2 separate regions of the Canis lupus genome follow, and region 1 is linked to region 2. The links are chromatin contacts, called in public Hi-C maps. All regions are on one chromosome and are shown on one strand. Each heading gives the region's core, a stretch centred on a gene start, on an enhancer-like site or on the middle of the called end of the contact. The rest is flanking DNA. Distances are from core to core; before and after follow the strand shown. Region 1 overlaps PDE4B (cAMP-specific 3',5'-cyclic phosphodiesterase 4B). Region 2 has its middle 82 kb from the start of SGIP1.

Region 1 (4,661 bases), core at 1,559-4,058, 78 kb after region 2:
AAAGAAAAACCTCTCTCCATTTTCTTTTTATGTTGGAAGAGGGGTGGTAAAAGGGGAATTTTCGGGTTGGTTGTCTTTTAAACAAAACTTCACTGTTTTCTCTTACGCCATGTTAGAGAATTTGGAATAAACAGATCCTGAATTTGGCAAACTGGTCCGCAAGAGGCAACAGATAAGTCTAATACTGTCATTTACATTTCGATGAGTGGTTTACAACTATTTTCTTTTATTTATTTTATTTAAAAAATTTTTTAAAATATTTATTTATTCGTGAGAGACACAGAAAAAGGCAGAGACACAGGTAGAGGGAGGAGAAGCAGGTTCCATGCAAGGAGCCCAATGTGGGACTTGATCCCGGGAATCTGGGATCATGCATGCCCTGAGCCAAAGGCAGACGCTCAACCGCTGAGCCACCCAGGCTTCCCTACAACCATTTTCTATAACTACAGTTTTTCTCCTCCCTTTTCTCTGTTAACAGACACTGCTTCCCAGTCAGGAAGACTGAGTTTCAGGTTATTAATGCCTGGTCTGGAGGTCCAGAATATGGTAATTGCAGATTAGGATTCTGAACCAAATAAGCAATGATGGCCAGAGTTAGGAGAATAAGACCTCCCAGAAATGACAAAATTCCCGTGTAAGAGTTATTAAATACACCTATATTTCTATGTTTAGCTGTCCCGTTAGGATCATTGACAGTGAGTCAGATAGTCCTGGGTGTGAATCCTGCTCTCTTCTTTACCTTAAGGCAATGTAATCCAACTCTTTAAATCTCACTTTACTATAAAATGGAGATGATAATAATAGTATGTATTTCAAAGGGTTGCTGAGAGTATTAATGATGGAATGTAGGTAAGGGGCTTAGCACCATGTTTGCACAGATAGTATATACCCGTAGAAGTAGTTTGGCTATTGACTATTACTGTCCCAATAATAAATGTAAGAGCTGCAGGAGACCACGAAAATACTCTTCTCCCAACTATTTTGTTTTGTAGATAAAGAAAGGCAAAGATTCAAAATGAACTAACTGTTTAAGATAATATTCCTAAATGGAGGCAGAGCTAGACCTCAAACTCATGACTTCAAGCTAGGCTCTTTTACCTTTGGTGCCTCCAGTTCTATAGAAATCTGAGAGTAAAGAGAGAAAAGTTGGATTGAAAATGTTCAAGTGTCCCACCTAGCTGTCAAAACTGATTTTCCTTCTAGTTTGTCCTCTAATCCAGGCCACCTCTAACATTTGTGGGGCCACATACCTAAGTCTGAATAAAGTTATAAATCAAGCTACCTCCAGTGCTCCTACCTCAACAGACATCCCTTCCCAGCAGCTTGGAAGGCCAGCATGAAATGTGAATTCTTGAATTCCTTGGGTATGTCAGTGAAGGGAGACCTAGCTCTGGACCACACCCTGTCCCATTTCTTCCCCAAGGAACTCACATGCAGGAGTGAGTACACCCTCAGCCACCACCCGCATGTCAAAACTCCTCCTCCACACTTCTTCCAAAACCAACTGCTGCCTTTTAGGCTACTCTTTGGGCCTAAGGGTGTGAATTCCTACAGCACATCCAGGAAAGAGGTCTGTACCGGCCCTGGAACAGGGTTCAGAACTATTGGGCAGAGAATGTAGGGGGTCTAGTAGATGCATTCTGGTCTGGAGCAGGCACCACAGCTACCCCTTGGCCCCATCGGCTCCTCACCTCCTGGAGCAGAGCACAGTTAAAGGAAGACAAGGCTAGAGTTCTCTTAAAGCAAAAAGTTCAGGTGAAGGACCGCTCTTGCCCTAAGGGTGGGAATGCTCTAGTCATATCATTTAACTTTGAGCAAAAGTAGAAGCAGTCTCCTTCGATAACTGGTCACCTGCCTATCATTTTCGTGACAGAGCTATCAGATGAATCTGTTGACCAACAGATTTATTTCCTTTTTGGTTCTGTTGGATCCAACATTTCCCATACTTACTGATTAGTCAGTTGGATAGAAAAAGGACTCAGCCAAGTGCAGGGCAATCAGCCTACCCTGATCACATGCAACTTGGGTCCCAAGTGGCTCCAGGTTGGTAGAATTATATGAGTTTATTCCTTCCCACCCAAGAGCACAGACGATTATTTGCCTTTATGTTCAATACCCCAGTACAGACACACCTGAAGAACCGGAAAAATAAACCTGTATAGCCAGAAGGACTCACTTCCTCTGTGATGGTATCTGCAGCTGACTTCATGATCCCTTCAAAGAAGAAGGACCTTCTATCTCCCATTCCTATCTTGTAGATTTCCTTAGCAAACGGACTGAAGTGCTAGGTCCTGAGGCTTCATTTTAAAGAGACTACTGCTAGTATGCACGACCGCTCTTTTCAACAATGAAGCATCCATTTTCACTGATTGGGCCCAAACCTCTGTCCCAACACATAAAACAGCCCCGGGCAAAGCTAGTCAAGAAAGAACAGGAGAATGGAGAGTGTGGGGGAGTTAGGAGAGTGACTAGTTGCTTGAACAGAGCTCCTTGGTGCTGCATACCACAGCATGCTCATCTTTTGAAAAGCATTCGACATGCTGGGTACAAGTGACCCCTTGGACGCGTTCACCTGAGAAGCTGGGGCGAGAGACTCTCGGGAAAAGCTCCCTGTCCTCCTCAGTCACAACTACGCCTCACTGGGATTGTTTTGTGTGGGTCCTTCCTCAGCCACTGTTGCTGCAACTCTGTACTTTTCTGACTGAGTCTGTCAGGAAGGAGACAGGAAATTCTAGTCACCCGCACAGCAGCTGCGCCATTCCTCCTATCCTCCTCCAATGACGTCGGTTGGCTTTGGTGACATGAGGTCAGGAACTGAGCCACAGTGAAGGTCAGGAAGATAGGTCAGTGTTTATGCCGTTGTTGGGCTGGGGATCCTGCTGAGGCTATTTGCTTTCTTCCTTGCTATACTGTTTCTCTTTCCGTTCCTCTTTTTTATAATGCGGAGCCAAAGCATCCTGTTTTGAAAACATCTGACTGTTTTGCCACCGAGGAACTCATGCTCTGATGCATTTCGCTGAAGTGTAAGACAATTCTTCTAATTCGGGAGGCGATAAAAGTTGAAGCAAAAATTAATGAACAAGTCTCAGAAGCCAATCTGTCGTTATAGAAAACAGTTCTAACACGTCCAACTGAACTTGGGCTGCTGGCAGGAAGGTTCACTTGACATCCTTTTCATCTTGAAAAACAATGTCACTGCCTCATAACACTGCTTCATTTATTTCATCTTGTAATTTGGGGGGGGGGGGGCAGAAATAACCTACACTACTAAGCCACCTGGCTGCATCGTTCTCTATAATCCTGGAATTCCATTTGGCCTATGGCCAGCGTTCAAGGGATAGGGGAAATCGGGCCCAAGGAGGAGACTACGTTTCTATAGGTCACAGAAACAGTTCCTTATCTAACTCTCAGGCTCTAAAGCACACTTGGGAAAGTTGGTTATAATCTTTGAATCACAATTTTCTTTAAAATATAAGAGGGTTAAGAAAAACACTAAACACACAACCCTCCCAAGATGTGCTACATATGAAAGACTGCTTCCTTTTCCTCGGCTAGGCACAGTCACCCCTCTACCATTTGCAGGTTCCCAAACACACCCTACGCCAAGCACTGGCTTTCCCATCACCACTGTTGAGTAGGTGAAAACTCAGTAAATCACTTAGTTGATCAAACTAAGGACATACAGTTTTTGCAAAGATGTAGCAGATGCTATTAATAAGTCATCATTCATTGAATCTTTACAACCCAGCAGGTGCCTTGCTGAGTATTTTAGATGCATTATCTCATTTAATCTTCACAGTGACCCAGTAAGGTAGGTACCACTTTTATCCCTATTTTCCAGATAAGAAAATAGTCTTAGAAGAGTTAAGTAAGTTAGCCAAGGTCAAGTAGGTAGTAAATGATAGAGATAGGATGTGATCTTTTGACTCTAAAGACCATGCTTTTCACATACTTCCTGTACAGAACATCTTCAGACTCACTTCCAAATCTGTAACTCAGATCTGCCATGGCTCTTTTGTTCAGTGAGGAGAAGAAAAAGATGATTAGATACAACTACCTAGTAGTGACAATGGTGATGGTGCTGATGATGATGATTATATTTTTTAAACACTGACTTGGGTGGAATGTTCAAATAATTTCAACAAGATTTATGATTAAATGTGGGACTTTATTTTTTACCATAAACAATTAAGTTCCCCCAAAACTGACAGTGATCAATTTCTTTTTGGTGGCCACAAAAATATTTTCGTAGCCATGGGTTAAGTTTTACCTGAGACAATTATCTGGATAATCAAGATTTGGGGGTAACATGATTGCTAAGTAAAAAGAGAAAGAGATCTTTTTACAAATGAAATTGACTTTAGCTGTCAGCTGAGCACTATTTATCCACTGGATAATTGCTTTGCCCTACAACCTTTCCACCGCAGATGTAGAAAATAGGTACATGCCTTCTACGTAAGCTAACTATGCCAGCATTAAGGTTTAGCCCTTTCCTTAGGGTTAGCTCTATTCGACTTTCATTGCTTCCTGCACAGGACACCATAAAGGAGGAGCGGAAGCCCGAAGTGATTGGCATTCTCACCAGGTCCTACACAGTCCTTGGTCTCAGAGCCTTAATGACCCTTACATGGAATATGAAACATTTTTTAAAATAAATTTGC
Region 2 (4,527 bases), core at 1,070-3,569:
TCACAAAAATACACATCAGTATCATTGACTATATTCCCTATGCTGTGCCTTTTATTCCCATGGCTTCTTCATTCCATAACTGGAAGTCTGTATCTCCCACTCCCCTTCACTTTTGCCCATCCCTTTATCCCACATCCGCTCTGGAAGCCATTGGTTTGTTCTCTGTATTTATAGGTCTAATCCTACTTTTTGTTTATTTATTCATTTTTTTCCACTTATGAATGAAATCAAATGGTATTTGTCTTTTTCAGTCTTACTTATTTCACATAGCATAATATTCTTTAGTTCATCCATGTTGTCTCAAATGGTAGGAGTTCATCTTTTTATGACTGCTTAATATTCCATTGTGTGTGTGTGTGTGTGTACATACACATCATCCTTATCCATTCATTTATTGATGGACATTTTGAGGAAATGCAGATTTAGAGAGTGAATATGTTGTGTAACTTTGAACAAGTTATTTTTCTCTTCTGAGTTTCTGGTTTTGTTTTGTTTTTTAACCTATAAAAGAGGGGGATTGGCATAGTCAATCTCGTGGTAACAATATATCATAACCAGCCCAAATTACACAGCTAGAAAAGGACTTTAACCCAAATCTTCTTTCTCTAAATTCAGTATAAGTCTTTTAAGTAACATAGCTTATCAAAGAGGATGATACTCAGAGGAGTTAATCGAAGTCCTACAAATCTTGTTCTATCTAGGGTAATAATAAGTCAAGAAATACTCCTACACTGCTGACCCTGTGAGAGCTAGGATTGACTGTGTGGGCCCATTTCCCCTCCATTAGGTTTTAGTTCCAGTTTTTCTACCTCACTACTTTGAAAGTGAGCCTTCCTTGCCACGCCCAACTGTCAGATATCAATCTTGCATGGCACAGCAGAACAAGTCAAGTGAGTTAGAAGTCCTCGTCTTAGTTCAAGATAGCTGTGTGACCTTGGGAAAGTTATGTGACCTCTTTGAACCTGGGTTTCCCATCTTGAAAACAAATACAATTGGTCAAATAATCTCTAAGGCCTTCTTAGAGAAAAAGAAATTCTCAAAGTTGTAAGAGGCCTTAGGAATCACTTGGGGATTGACTTACTTCACTCAGCATATTGCCCTCCAGTTCCCTCCACTTCGAAGCAAATGGTGGGTATTTGTCATTTCTAATGGCTGAGTAATATTCCATTGTATACACAGACCACATCTCCTTTATCCATTCGTGTTTCAATGGACACCGAGGCTCCTTCCACAGTTTGGCTATTGTGGACATTGCTGCTATAAACATCGGGGTGCAGGTGTCCTGCCATTTCACTGCATCAGTATCTTTGGGGTAAATCCTCAGCAGTGCAATTGCAGGGTCGTAGGGTAGTTCTTTTTTTTTTTTTTTAACTCTTTGAAGAATGTCCGCACAGTTTTCCAGAGTTGCTGTACCAGTTCACATTCCCACCAACAGTGCAAGAGGGTTCCCCTTTCTCCACATCCTCTCCAGCTCCTCTAAAAAAAAAAAAAAAAAAAAAAAAAAATATATATATATATATATATATATATATATATATATATACACACAAAAAATAAGCAAGCAAACAAAAAAGAATCACTTGGGGAGCTTATTAAAATGCATACCTATAGGGCTCCTGGTCCCAGTGATTCTTATTTAGTAGGCAGAAATAGGATTCAGTAATCTGAATTTTTAACAAGTACCTTAAGTGCTTCTGCTAGAGGTAGTCTGTAGAAACACTTTCAGAAATACTGCAGGGCTGAGGGCCCCTCTAGCTCTTTCTGTGTGGATTATTCATCTCCCATCGTAATCAGCTAATCAGTAAGTGCTGGTGATTATTCAGGTAAAATATCTGCTTCATTTGCCCCTTCCTTTCAGTCCCACAGCAATGCCAATTTTACGTCAGGATGCTGACAATGACTTCTGATTTGAATTCCTGCCTCTGTTATTCTACCCTTCATGTTCTTCCATTACAGTCTGCTTATATTCCTAAAATCTTCTCATCAAAAACACGCAGTGGCTGTTACTTGTCCGTAGGATGAAGTCCAAACTCCTTGATCTGGCAATTGTCTCTAAATCCTTATCTTCTTTACCCCCATCATAAGAACTTTCTGCATGCAGAGTTTGACTGTTTGAGGTCTCCCTAATGAGCATGTATCCTTACCACCATGCCCTTTGTTGGTAGCTTGTCTGCTTTCTCATACTATTCCCTTGACCCTCCTATACCCACTGTCAAAGTTCTATTCATTTTTTGAAACCCAGTTTTAAGTTTCCCTCCTTTATGATGTCTTCTCAGACCAGCCCTCTTGACGTGAGCTCTTCTTTCTTCCTGTAACTCTAGCCCAATACCACAAAATGATCACTCTAACTTTTCTGCCTACACTGTGTGTTTGTTTATCTCAGTAGTTTCACCTCGAGCACAGTGGTATGTCAGTGGTTACCCATTTCTGTGTTTTCTGAAAGCCTCTGCACAGAAGAGGTATCCAATCGGATTTCTTGCAGTCTTTTCTCACAGAAAGCCTTGACTAGTTAAGCAACAAAATGAATACACACCTGAGTGAGTTAATTCACTTTTGACATTTTTCTCTGTTTGCAAAACAGAAGAGCCAAAAACAGGATACTCCTCATCCCAGGATGTTATAATAAACCATTTTTAAAAATGAGAAATTGTTGACTAAGAAACAGAATGAATGGGTGCACCTGCCTGCTCAGATTAAGAATGCTTCCTTTCAGTAATAAGCCTTTTTCCCTCCGTGAAGGATTTCCTGACATCCAAGCATATCTGAACATGCCTGTTATTGTTTATAATAATGGCGTGTATTGAACATTTCAAAGAATCAGACACTCTTTACTACTTCATATATGTGATTTTATGTAATGTTCACAACCACCCTATTAGTAATTATTAACTTTATTTTATAGGTAAGGAAATGGAAGTGTAAGAGATGAAATAATTTAGCAAAAATCACCAGCTAGTGTCAGAACTGGAACTTGCACCTAAGTCAGTCTGATCCCAAAATTTAGGCATGTAGTCATCACATTATTCTGCTAACCTAACATCCTGCTGACCTAATATCACAGAGCCTCTCAGTTGTTGCTTGCAGGCTAGTCATCTGGAGAGACTGTAAACTCTTTGGAAGTGAGCTGTGCCTTTAATGTCTGACACATAATAGGTGCCCAGGTAAGCTGAATGAATGTGGACTGGAAGGGAAGATAAGAATGAGACATAGAAAAAAAAAAAAAAAAAAGAATGAGACATAGCCTACAATATGTCCCAGGCCAGGTGATCATGACAAGTGTTAATAAGCAGCCTCAAAATGTGTGAGGCAGAGGAGGGAGGGAGCGCCTCCAGCTGCTATCAGGAAAGGCTATGTGGAGAGGTTGCTGTTGAGATAGTAATGATCCCTTATCCTAGGGTCCCCTCCTTGATACCTTTGACCTAAAGAAGCCCTTGATCAATAATCAATATGGTATGCACAGCACAAAGTCCGAAACCACTTAATAATTCAGATGATCTGTATGTCACTTGGGTTCTTAGATGCAGATTAGCTCCCCCTAACTAATTTAAGCAGATGAAGAATTTATTAAGGATCTTGGGGAACTCACAGAATCTCCAAGAAGAGCCAGAGAATCAGGAATTAGGGGCTATTCAACTTGAAACAACAGCCCAAGCCCCACGTTGAGGATGCCAGGCTGAGAATGTCTGAATCTCAGCTGATGCTATACCTCAAAGCTGGGGACTCCAGCCAGCCAACCATTTTATTCAAAGATGGGGTTAATTGGGTGCCTGCATCAACACATTGCTCTATACCTAATCAAAAAGTATGAAGTTGCTGGGGGAAGCACCGCTTTAGGTACTGACATCTGGGCTTCACAAAAGGCTAAGAAAGAGACTTTGGGCTTCTAACTCAGCAGAGCCAAATTCAAAATGTAAACTATTCTCCTAAATGTAGGAAAATAGTTCAAAAGATGTTGAAGGGTTCCATAAAGCAGAACAGACGTTAATATAACAGCAAGAGTAGCTGAAACTTACTGAGCATTTACTACGTGCCAGGCATTGTACATATATCCCCTTTCTTCCTTGCAAAAGCTACTCAACGAATAATGCTAAAACTGAGAATACCTTGGCACACAGGTGGATACTAAGCCCTAGAGAGGTTAGCTTTTAAGGCCATACATTGAAGGTGTTAAATTCTATACCAAATCATATTAGAGGTTTCTGCTACTTCCCTAACCTTTCTGTATCATATCACTCTTCTAATTTTATTCTTCTTAAATACTTAATGACTGCCTTTTTGGCTAAGTGCCATGAGCATACAGACCTGCCTGTCTTGTTGACTATTTTGTCTCCAGCACCTGTTATATTTATTCATTCAGTTAACACACAGTCAAGGTCCACTATGTGTCTGGCACATTCAAGCATTCTCTCAAGAACAATGCTTTGAATTTGTTTAAGGTGCCAAGCACGGTCATTAGGTGCTGAGGGTACCATGGGAACAAAGCAGGTGAGACAGCCTCAGGGAATTTACATTCTGCCTGAGGGAGAC

What was found. Hi-C and Micro-C count contacts between places; a contact is called where the count stands out from the background.
Region 1: a Hi-C map of blood shows a contact between it and region 2, with 2.3 times the contacts expected there. The contact joins two enhancer-like sites. A contact is called at or near these places in 3 of 9 Hi-C or Micro-C datasets (blood and skin fibroblasts).

The regions. Positions count from the first base shown.
Region 1 is chr5:44,438,438-44,443,098 of UU_Cfam_GSD_1.0, forward strand. All of the region lies in intron 8 of PDE4B (cAMP-specific 3',5'-cyclic phosphodiesterase 4B), which reads right to left. LOC102156117 (a long non-coding RNA gene) reads left to right here. Exons shown (of 4, transcript XR_005359641.1): 4 at 2,122-3,264. Among named protein-coding and RNA genes, the nearest start is that of SGIP1, 160 kb to the left of the region's middle. Within about 2 kb of position 2,809, at least 6 of the 20 cell types and tissues checked have an H3K27ac peak or open chromatin away from gene starts, as enhancers often do. A contact at or near this core is called in blood, where this site is marked.
Region 2 is chr5:44,360,667-44,365,193 of UU_Cfam_GSD_1.0, forward strand. No RefSeq gene overlaps it. Among named protein-coding and RNA genes, the nearest start is that of SGIP1, 82 kb to the left of the region's middle. Within about 2 kb of position 2,320, at least 2 of the 20 cell types and tissues checked have an H3K27ac peak or open chromatin away from gene starts, as enhancers often do. A contact at or near this core is called in blood, where this site is marked.